Regions from separate parts of the Gossypium arboreum genome. Here region 2 is linked to region 1. Evidence: chromatin contacts called from public Hi-C data. All regions are on one chromosome and are shown on one strand. The core of a region is the stretch at or near the end of the contact, and the rest is flanking DNA. Distances in the headings are between cores, read along the strand shown. Region 1 holds the start of LOC108460652 (serine hydroxymethyltransferase 7-like). Region 2 holds the start of LOC108460650 (mitogen-activated protein kinase kinase kinase 1-like).

Evidence for each region. A called contact is a pair of places that touch in the nucleus more often than the background predicts.
Region 2: a contact with region 1 is called in a Hi-C map of leaf, with 4 times the contacts expected there. The contact joins the promoter of LOC108460650 here to the promoter of LOC108460652 in region 1. A contact is called at or near these places in 2 of 5 Hi-C or Micro-C datasets (both in leaf).

Annotation. Positions count from the first base shown.
Region 1 is chr3:122,425,552-122,430,561 of ASM2569848v2, forward strand. It overlaps LOC108460652 (serine hydroxymethyltransferase 7-like), which reads right to left and starts at 1,987. Exons shown (of 5, transcript XR_001867621.2): 1 at 674-1,987.
Region 2 is chr3:122,632,924-122,638,302 of ASM2569848v2, forward strand. It overlaps LOC108460650 (mitogen-activated protein kinase kinase kinase 1-like), which reads left to right and starts at 2,716. Exons shown (of 9, transcript XM_017760228.2): 1 at 2,716-3,959; 2 at 4,850-4,934; 3 at 5,063-5,125. The coding sequence starts at 2,953.

The DNA of each region.
Region 1 (5,010 bases), core at 737-3,236:
GACTAACAAGTACAAAAGTACAAAGGATGAGATCTATTTACATTTATTCATATATAAACCCAATGCATATGTGTTTACATTGACATATTACCAATTCTAATAAACTCAAAAGTTTTTAGGAACGGAAAAGAAAACAAAGAAAATTTTAGAAGATCCATATAGTCAGATAGTTCACAGTTCATAATAGTATATGATAAATCAGTCCATCTCAAAAAATCTAATAGATAGGTTTACCCTTGGTTCAACATCAATAAGTTATGTTGTTTGGATATACAAATTCACAGGCTGACAGGATTTGGTTTCTGCCAAATAAGCTCAAGCTTTCTCCCCAGAATGCAAGTAATGTGGCTTTTCTTTCAGGTCTTTGTTAAATGTAAATCTGAGCATGTGTGGTTCTGTCTGCATGGGATCGAAGGTTGGGCTGTGTGAATCACAAGCATATTTGACAGGCAAACAGTAATACATTACTTGATGTTTACCAACAGCAATGCGGCTTGTAAGTTAACCCCAGTAGTATCTAAGTGATTAATATTTTTTCTAGACTAGTTAAGTAATTTACCTCAAGCCTATCCACCAAACAAATTGCAAGAAACCTTAACTCGTGGAAAAGAACCTTTGAACTACAATCAAAACATCAAACTAATAAGTAATTTAAACAAGAAAATTTTCAAACCTTGGCTGCCACAAGACCACTAATATGAGCCATATCACACATCAAAACAGCTCCACATCTATCTGCAATTTGCCTAAACCTTGCATAATCCCACTCCCTAGGATACGAACTCCCACCACAAATTAGAATCTTGGGCCGATAATCAAGCGCCTTTTCCTCAAGCTTATTATAATCAATAAACCCTGTTTGAGGATTCACCTTGTAAGGAAAACTCTCAAAGAATATCGACGCAGCAGAGACTTTCTTCCCACCCGGCATATACCATCCATGGCTCATATGCCCTCCAGAGGGCGAATCCAATCCCATCATCCGATCACCAGGTAATAAAAGTCCCGTATAAACGGCGAAATTTGCAGAAGTACACGAATAAGGCTGCACATTGACTCCCCATTTGTCGGAATCAAGATTAAAAGCTGCCATTGCACGATCTTGACATAGGCTTTCGATTTGATCAATAAAATGATTGCCCGTGTAGTACCTCGCTCCAGGCATTCCTTCGGAGTATTTGTTTGTTAAATGGCTTCCCAAAGCTTCCATCACAGCTCGGCACACAAAGTTTTCAGAAGCAATAAGCTCAATTCCTAAGAATTGCCTCTGCTTTTCCTTGTTCATGATCTCACTCAATTCAGGATCGGCCTCTTGTAGCCGTTGGTTTCCCCACGACCTGACCGCGGCTCGTCTTTGGTCCAGGCCGGGGTCGGGAGCAAACCGTTTACAAGGATTTGGAAGAGGTTTAGGATCCCTTTGTCTTTTCACACACATAGACTGCCCCCAAATCCTAATTTCTTCATCACTTTCGATGCGATTTTCACGGTGGCCGTCGTCTTTTTCCTCGAACAACTGTAACGGAACGGGTGAGACGGAGAAGCGAAAGGTGGTGTCCATTTGAAGCGAAATCGGATCATCCGCAATGGAGGATTTAGTAAAACCCAGGGACAAACCCGATTTAGTATGAAATAAATCCATTGAAACCCTAAAAGGGAAATTTTTGAAGTGTTTGGGGGAACTTTTCCCGAGGAGTTGAAATTCCTAATAACGGAAATAACGATGCTTCGCACAAACAGAGCTTCCCATAGAATATGTATAAATAAATTTTGCGTGTGTGTTTACAAATGAGTCCCTGAAACTGAAACCTTAGAAAAGGCAAGGAGGGGAGGTGGGTTACCGGAAGACAGGTGGTTGACGAAGATGTGGTTGAATGAAGGTAGATGAGATTTTGAAGAATGGAACGTTTTGTTGACCGGGGATAGCAAGTAGGGCATACCGGCTTGTTCCGGTAAGATTGCACGTGGACAAAATGGAAGATAGGTGGCGTACGAAGAATGGTTCACTTGGTTTGTAAACTCATGCAGATTGAATGACGGCTAGGTTCATTCTTTTTAAACAATTAGATAAAAAATTGATGTAATAATTCTGGTGATGGAAGGCTGCCATTGTTACCAAATAATTTTAGTTTTTAGAAAATCATGATAAAATTGTATTTTCTATCTTTCAAAATATTTTTCATTTTCTCTCCTTAATCAATTTTATTTTGTTGTCTTTAAATATTAATACATTTTATATTTATTCAAACCTAATATAACTTGAAATAATAACTTAAAATTTTATTCAAATCAATTTACATTTATAAATGATTGGCGTATGCTAATTTGAGGCCTACTTATATTGTTTTTAAAATATTTATATTAACTTTAATTTAAATTTTAATAATTTTATATATTTTTCATTTATTAAAATTTTATATATAAGTAACTTAACATTTTTAATGTTTACATCATGGTAACATATACTACTATAGGTTTAATTTTTTGTGTTATAAATTACAAGTGGCGGAGCCAATATATTAATCTTGGGGAAGGGCCAAGCTACAATTAAAAGTGTTATGTAATAGTCAATTTAAACATATAAAAAATTAATTCAAAAGTAGTATTCTAACATGACAATCGATTTAAACATATAAAAAATATATTCAAAAGAAGCAGTATTCCAACAATTAAGACGAAATAGCTATCATTTGACTTGGTTAACCAATTTTTATTCTGTTTTCACAAGAATGCTCACTACTTCACAAGTTATCATTTGACATAAATTACATTTAATAATATTTTTATATTTATTTGTTTGAATTATAATAATTAATAGATATTATTTTAAATTAATAATCATTTAATTACTATTATAATTCTATTAAATAAAAAAACCATTATAAATAACATTCAATATTGTAACATTTTCAAATAGTAGCGTCCAAAAATATGAATATTATTTAAAAGTTGAAAACAAGGGTTTTATAATTAGAGTAATAGTTAAACCGATGAAACTACTAATTTTGGACAGAATCAATTTTAACTGCTGGTTGAACATATTTACAAATTACAAGACTGTAGAAAAAGAAGAGAGAAAAGAACAATTGATTTGAGCAAAAGAAACTAAAAATTGAATAGATCTCCACTTCTTTCTTTTCGTATTAAAATAAATATCAATAAACAAAGAATTTATTTTTTAGTTTTGAATTTTAGTGTTGTTGGGAATTATTTTTGGGAATACCATGGAAAAGAAATTTATTTACTGTCTAAGGGACAATTTGGGATGATTATAAGAAACTCTAATTTCATAATCCATTTGAGTTTTCTTTAAATTTTATTTTAAAAAAAACATATAATTTCGTCAATTTGAGTTTCCTTCTGATAATTATATTTTTTTCCTTCCTAAAAGATTGAAGTTGCTTTCTATTTTTTTTTTTTATGAGTTCATCTTTTTCACAATTTTCTTTGCTTTTATTATTATTATTTATTTAAAATCTTTCTTAAGCGTGAGAATTTTTTGTCAGAAGCTACTTCTTGGTAAATGTTTTTCTTCTCTGATAAACTGAACATCTCTCAAATCTGAAATCTCTGGTTGATGAAGTCATGACGATAACCTAAAGCAATATTTTTTTTGTTTGGATACATATGTTTTGTGCTAGTTTTAAGTTTTTAACACTGGCTTTTATTATTTTAACAGTGGGCTTTTATTTTATTTTTGTTTCGATTTGGCCTAGGCAAATTTAGCTTAAATATTTCAAAAATCCTTTCAACCGTTTTTTTACCAGTTTTTTCGATCGTTGGTTAGCACTTCAACCGCGATTCTGGTTGGTTCGCGATTCAAACGGGATTTTTACCTGCTTCAACCGGTTTGACTGGCCCGCCTGGCCTGATTTCAAAAATATTGGTTGAAGAAAAAACATTTCATGGCAAGATGAAAATTAATTTTAGGGTGGATGATAGATTTTGTTCTCCAACTCTATTTTTATATCCATGTACAATGTAAGATTATAATAATGATAATAATAATATTTGGTTACACTTGTAAATGGCTACCGGAAGTCCATTTTAGACCCACTCATATTATTTTTAAATTTTTTTATATTTATATTATTTTAATTTAATATTTAATAATTCTATATATAATTATCTTAATTTTTTAATGTCTACATTATATTACTATAGATTTAATTTTTATGCGTTACAAATTACATAATATATAAAAATAACAAAATATAAAATATTACAAACTTTAAAAATCTCGAGTCTTGAATGTTCAAGCTTAAGCTCAACCTATATTCTAAATGGGCTTAATTTTTTTGTCCAAACTCATTTTTTAAGTCTAATTTTTTATCAAAACCTTCCTAATTTTTGATCAGATCTTTGAATTAGGCGAGTAACACAACCCATGAACAAGCCTAAAGTGCATTGTGATTTAATTAAATTTAAGTATTATTAGTTATTTCCATAGCCCCCAAAATTATTAGTATCGATAAGTTAGAAGTATCTTAAAAGTATTGGAGTACTAAAATGATATTTTATTATTTTAGGAAATTGAATTTTTAATTTATGTAAATATACTTTTAGTTTAATTATTTTAAGAAGTTGAAGTTCTTTTATTTTTAGTTTCTTTTATATTTTTTTATAATACAATTAGATGATTTATCTCGATTTGTGTTTCATTTAAGAAAATAAATTATTATAAAATATATTATATAATTACATCTCAATTAGATAAGTTAATTTCTAACAAGATTCATAAATTTTAATTTTATTATATTTTATACAATTTGAATCTACTTTTAATTAATAATATTGTTATTTGGTTTTAAAATAGAAAAATATTTAAACTATAAAATGTTGAAAAATAGTTTTAATATTAAAACTAAAAAAATTATAACATTAAAATTTGAAATTATTAATTAATTCAATAATTTTAATACATTAAAATCATAATTAAATTATATATTATTATTGTAAAATACAAATTAAATCACACTCTAATCTCAGTTCTTAAAATACTTTTTATTTATT
Region 2 (5,379 bases), core at 1,466-3,965, 210 kb after region 1:
TAATAATATAACTTACTTTATAGAAGGGTATTTTGATAATTTTCTAAATTAGTTGACTCCCCATTGACTCATGAAACCAATTAAGTCGTTTAAGCTCTTGATTGAGATCTTGTCACAAATCAACTAGACACTAACACTAAAACCTTTGACTCGTACAAAATAACAAATATTAATCTGAAGGTATTTTTATATTTATATATATATTTATAAAATATTATTATAATGAAATTTGAACCTAAAATGCATTTTAACCAAAGCCTTATTTAGCTTTAATATTTTTTTATAAATATACATGTTATATTAGCTTTTTCATCCACGTCACGAGTGTACTATAATCAAGTAATCTAATATCATTTAAGAGTTTGACTAAACTAATACTCAATTTGATTAAAAACCATGTATTTATAAAGTTACACTATTAAAACCTACATATAATGAGATTTGAACTTAAAACCCATATAATATTTAAACTTTCAACTTTACCACTTAAATAAAAATAGAGTTGTTCATGGGTCGGGTCATTCAGCCCCATTCTCGCTCGAAAAATGAGAGAGTTTGGGCAAAAATATAGGCCTGTTTAGAAAATGGATTGAGCCTCGGATAAGATTTTTTTGAGTTTGGGTTGGCTCGAATTTTCATTAAAAAAATCCTTATTCTTTCATGTTTTGTTGTTGTTTTCTCACTTTTTGCCACAATTTTGCTACCATTTTATTATTATGTTACTACTATTTTGTTGTTAATGTTTGGATATTGTATAACACTTGTTTTATTGTTAATTTTGCTACTATTTTAGAGGTATTTGCTTGTTAAGTTGTACTTATCTTATTGTTATTTAAGTACAAATATTTTTTAATTTATTTTCAATTTGTTGGAAAAATTTTATTTTAATATTTTAGTATATTTGATATATCATATTTTTTATTTTTTATATAAAAACAAAAATTAAAAAATTAATACAGGCAAGCTAGACTTAGACAAATATTTAAACTTATTTTTCAAACTGAGCTAAAGCCACACTTATCAATCGAACCTAAAATTTTATTACAACTTTAACTCAACCTTAAAAAATATGGTATGATGTAAATGTGAATTGAATGAGTTAACTAAAATTTTATAAATAAATCTTGATTCCAATTGAATCAAATTAAAATTAGAGTGGATGGCTCCACTCACATAGCATTACACTAATTCAATTCCAGTAGAGATAGATTTTGTTTTAGAGTATAAATCTCACCATACTCTTGACATTATGCAAATTCACACATTTACCAAGGATAATGACGAATATCCATGTTGGTCTACTTTTGATGCCAGCCGCTGTAGACCATTAACCCCTTTGTTTTTATACACATCTTTCTATATTTGATATCAATTTTTTTAAAAAATTGATTTTTATTATAAATTTTGAAGTCAAAATTTTATTTAAAAATATCTAATCTTTATTCATGAGGTTTAGACACTACACACCTATCTGGTCAATATAAAATTTTAGATTTATTTTTAGGTTTAGATTCGGTTTAGTACGAAAAATAAACTTAAAATTATGTTTAAGTTTTATTCAAATTAAAAATACTAAATCTAAATTTGATCTGTCTAGCCCGTATTTATTTTTTAAAATTATTTTATATAAAAATAAACTTAAAAATATAATACATTAAATACATTAAAAATATTAAAATAAATATTTCCTAACAAATTAAAAATACATTAGAAAAGCCTTTATACTTAAAAACACTAAGATAGTTGTAACTTAGCAAAGTTGCAAATTTAATAATAAAACATGAGTTATACAATATCTAAACAATAATAATAATATAATAGCAATATAATAATAAAATGAAAGCAAAACAATAATGAAACAACAACAAAACAACTAATTCTGACTGGCTCGATCCTGAACAAAAATAATTTTACCTGAAACTTAACTTGTTTAGAGAATTAGTCTTATTTTTTTGTCCAACCCTATTTTTCAAGTTTATATTTTATCAAAATTCTCTTACTTTTCAAATAAGCCCTCGAACTTGGACAAGTGACTCAGACAATGATTAGATTAAAGACACTATTAGCAAAAGCTAAGGCACTAGACCTTAAAAGGTTTGAATCTTATTCTTTCTTTGTTGTATTGTATATTGGTTAAGTTTTATATTACGATTGATCATAAATATATATATATATATATATATATATATATATTTGTATATGTATTATAGTTGTGGGACTTTAAAAAAAATTTAACTCCAACACAATAAATTTGGGTATAAGCTTATTATTCATGTGGCGACAAATTTACGATAAAAGTATTATGAAGATTCTTATATTAGAAATCAAATTATATTTTATCTTTTTATTAAAATTTAGACAAATTAATTCTTATACGTTAAATTAAAGAATAATTAATTTTTCTATTAAATATTTATCAATTTTTAATATACAAAATAATCAATTTATTTTTAATCTAATATATATGATTAATTTACATTTTTTAAATATAATCAATATCATACAATTAAAATATAAATACAAATGTGAGTAACTATAAATATTAAACTATTACAAATGGACAGTCTAAGCAACTATTCGATTACAAACGGCCTAGTGATTACAATCCAAAATAAAATTTACAAACTGAAGGAGCTAACTGGATAAAAAAGTAATCCTTGGATGCAAAGATTTAAAAATTTCTTGCAAGCGACACGTGGCGACGCGTATAATCTCTTTATTTCTCTCTCTTCCGACGGCGTTTACTAGCCAGCCACTCTGTCTACCATTATCACGTTTTTTTTTCTCTCTCTTTAGGTCAGCCGCTTTTCGCTCCCAATTTTTCTCACCTAAATTTTCCTAGGAAAGTTACGGAGAAAAAGAACAAAAGCGTTTCTCTTTGTTAAATTGATATTTTCGAAAACCCTATGCTGCTTTAGCTTTTTTTTTGAATTTTGATGGATTCTGTTCCACATGCATCACTTACCTCGATTCTTTAGCAATAGAGTCGCCATGGACTCGAAAAGGAGCAGAAGAAAACCTAGACTCGAGCGACGCAATGCAGCGAAGGACATCGATTACGATGCGGGCTCGTTTTGTTCGTCTCTCGATGATTCTTCTTCTTCTTCTTCTCCTCTAGTCACACGATCGCTCGATTTGTATCAAACAAGCTTTCGTCTCGAAGGAACCGACGGAGAGTTCGATCGAATTTGTCGGAGCTTGGGCCTTAATGGTCCTGAAGATTTTTCAATCCCGACCGCCGCCTGGGAGGCCCGTAAGATCAGATCGTCGTCGGATCTTCTGCCTCGGTCCAGATTAAACCGGTTGGATAGTCCTAAAGAAGAGACAGCTCTAGTAAAAGGCGGCGCGGGCGCTGAAGTAACAGTAGATGAATTGGCTGAGAGGGTTTTGGCTACTGAGTTGACTCGGAAGGACTCGTCCGAGTCGAAAAGGGAATGCTGCTTTTCTGATAAAATTGCGGTGGATAATACTACGACAACCGAATTGAAGTCAAGCACGTCTTGCGTTTCGAATGTTGTTGTTGGAGGGGGGAATAGTGGAATTAAAGGGGATAGGCCACCGTTTTTAAAGCCACCTCCGGGAATGAAGCTAAAAGCGATCGATAACGGCTGCTCCACCTGGGATCTGTTTAGGGATTTCGGCCCCGATGACGATAGAGGGTGTGCGATTCCGGTTAACTCACATTCGTCTTCCGATGACGAAGAATATAAAAGAGAGGACGGTGGGTTTAATGAGGGAAATACTAAGGAGGAAAATTTAATGAGAATAGGAGACAATGCGGTGCTTTCAGAGTCTTGTTCTTTCACAACTTCGAATGATGATGATTCTTCGAGTACTACAACAGAGCCTATGTCAAATATTTCTCCTAACGGTAGGTTCAAAAGGACAATTACTTATTGGGAGAAAGGTGAGCTTCTGGGAAGTGGATCATTTGGATCGGTTTACGAAGGGATTTCTGAGTAAGTGATTTGATACTCTGCCTATAATATAACATCCATTTTCATTTAGTAGCTTTTGTTGCAAGTTATTTTATCTTTGGGCACCTTATTTTATCTTTTGTTTCAAGCATCTGGGGTTAGGAAGTGTTCTTGGTCTTAGTTAAGCATTTAAGAAAGCGCCTCTGTATGGCTCCTTTCTTCTTTAGAGAGCACCTTCTTACATGTTTGGCTTGATGGATTAAGGATAGTAGCATCTTAGGATTGCTAGATTTCATTTATATGGTGAATTCCAAATGTGACTACTTTTTGGACATCTCATGTTTCTGCGTCTTGAACATGAAGGTTTGATGTATTTTAGCCTGCACTATCATCTGTCTTTAAGTGTTACTTTGTTTTTGTTTTTTATTTTTGCTGCTTGAAGTTTTGCATGATTGGACCTACATTTTTTGTGGGCAATTTGTGAATGGTAGTAAGTCCTGTTTTAGAAATAGATTTTGATTGTCGATTCAAGTATATGTTTTTGGTGGTATTATTTGGTTAGGAACTTTTTCCTTGGAGATATCTTGTTCTGTATATAGATTTCAAGATGACGAATTTATTGTTTACTGTTTTTGAAGACATGAGAAACATAATTAAGGGAGGCAACACTGCACTAGGATTTTTGAGATTTGGAGCTAATTGTAGAGATTTTGGATTGTTATAGGCTTTAAGCTATATGATGACATTTACTTGGGAGTTACAGAAAAAATCACTGATCATAATTTTTTTCATAATAGTGTACAAAAGCATATTTTATCCTAGCCAGCAATTAATTGGTTTTCCACTTGTTCAGTAGATCATGCATTTCTTTAGGGAAGAGATATTTTTCTTTCAGTGCTATATTAATAAGTTATCCATTCGTTTTCCTGTAGTGATGGATTCTTTTTTGCGGTGAAGGAAGTTTCGTTGCTTGATCAAGGAAGTCAGGGAAAGCAAAGTGTTATCCAACTTGAACATGTGAGACAGATCTTGGCTTTTATTTATTTAAATTTTCAGTTTCTTTTATGCTAATCAATCTTTTTTCTTGAAATATCTATTTTCTTCTTTTCTGTCCATTTAATTTCTCTCTTTCCTTTCTTTTTCAGGAGATTGCGCTTTTAAGTCAGTTTGAACATGAAAATATAGTTCAGTATTATGGCACAGATAAGGTACTAATTTGTCACATTTACCATAATCACTTGAATTGATAACTTTGGTTATTCTCTGAATTTTGAAAAATTGGTTACGCTTAATTTTGTTTTTAGTTTTCTTTCTTGAGTTTTAGGACAGAAACCTCTCTTTGTTTTTGTCATTTCATTTGTAATATTTTAGCCTCCTTTCCTACTTTTTTTTTTCTCATCAAAATAGATATTAAACAAAAAATTCAAATATAGCCATTTGCAATGTATTTTTCTCTAAAAAT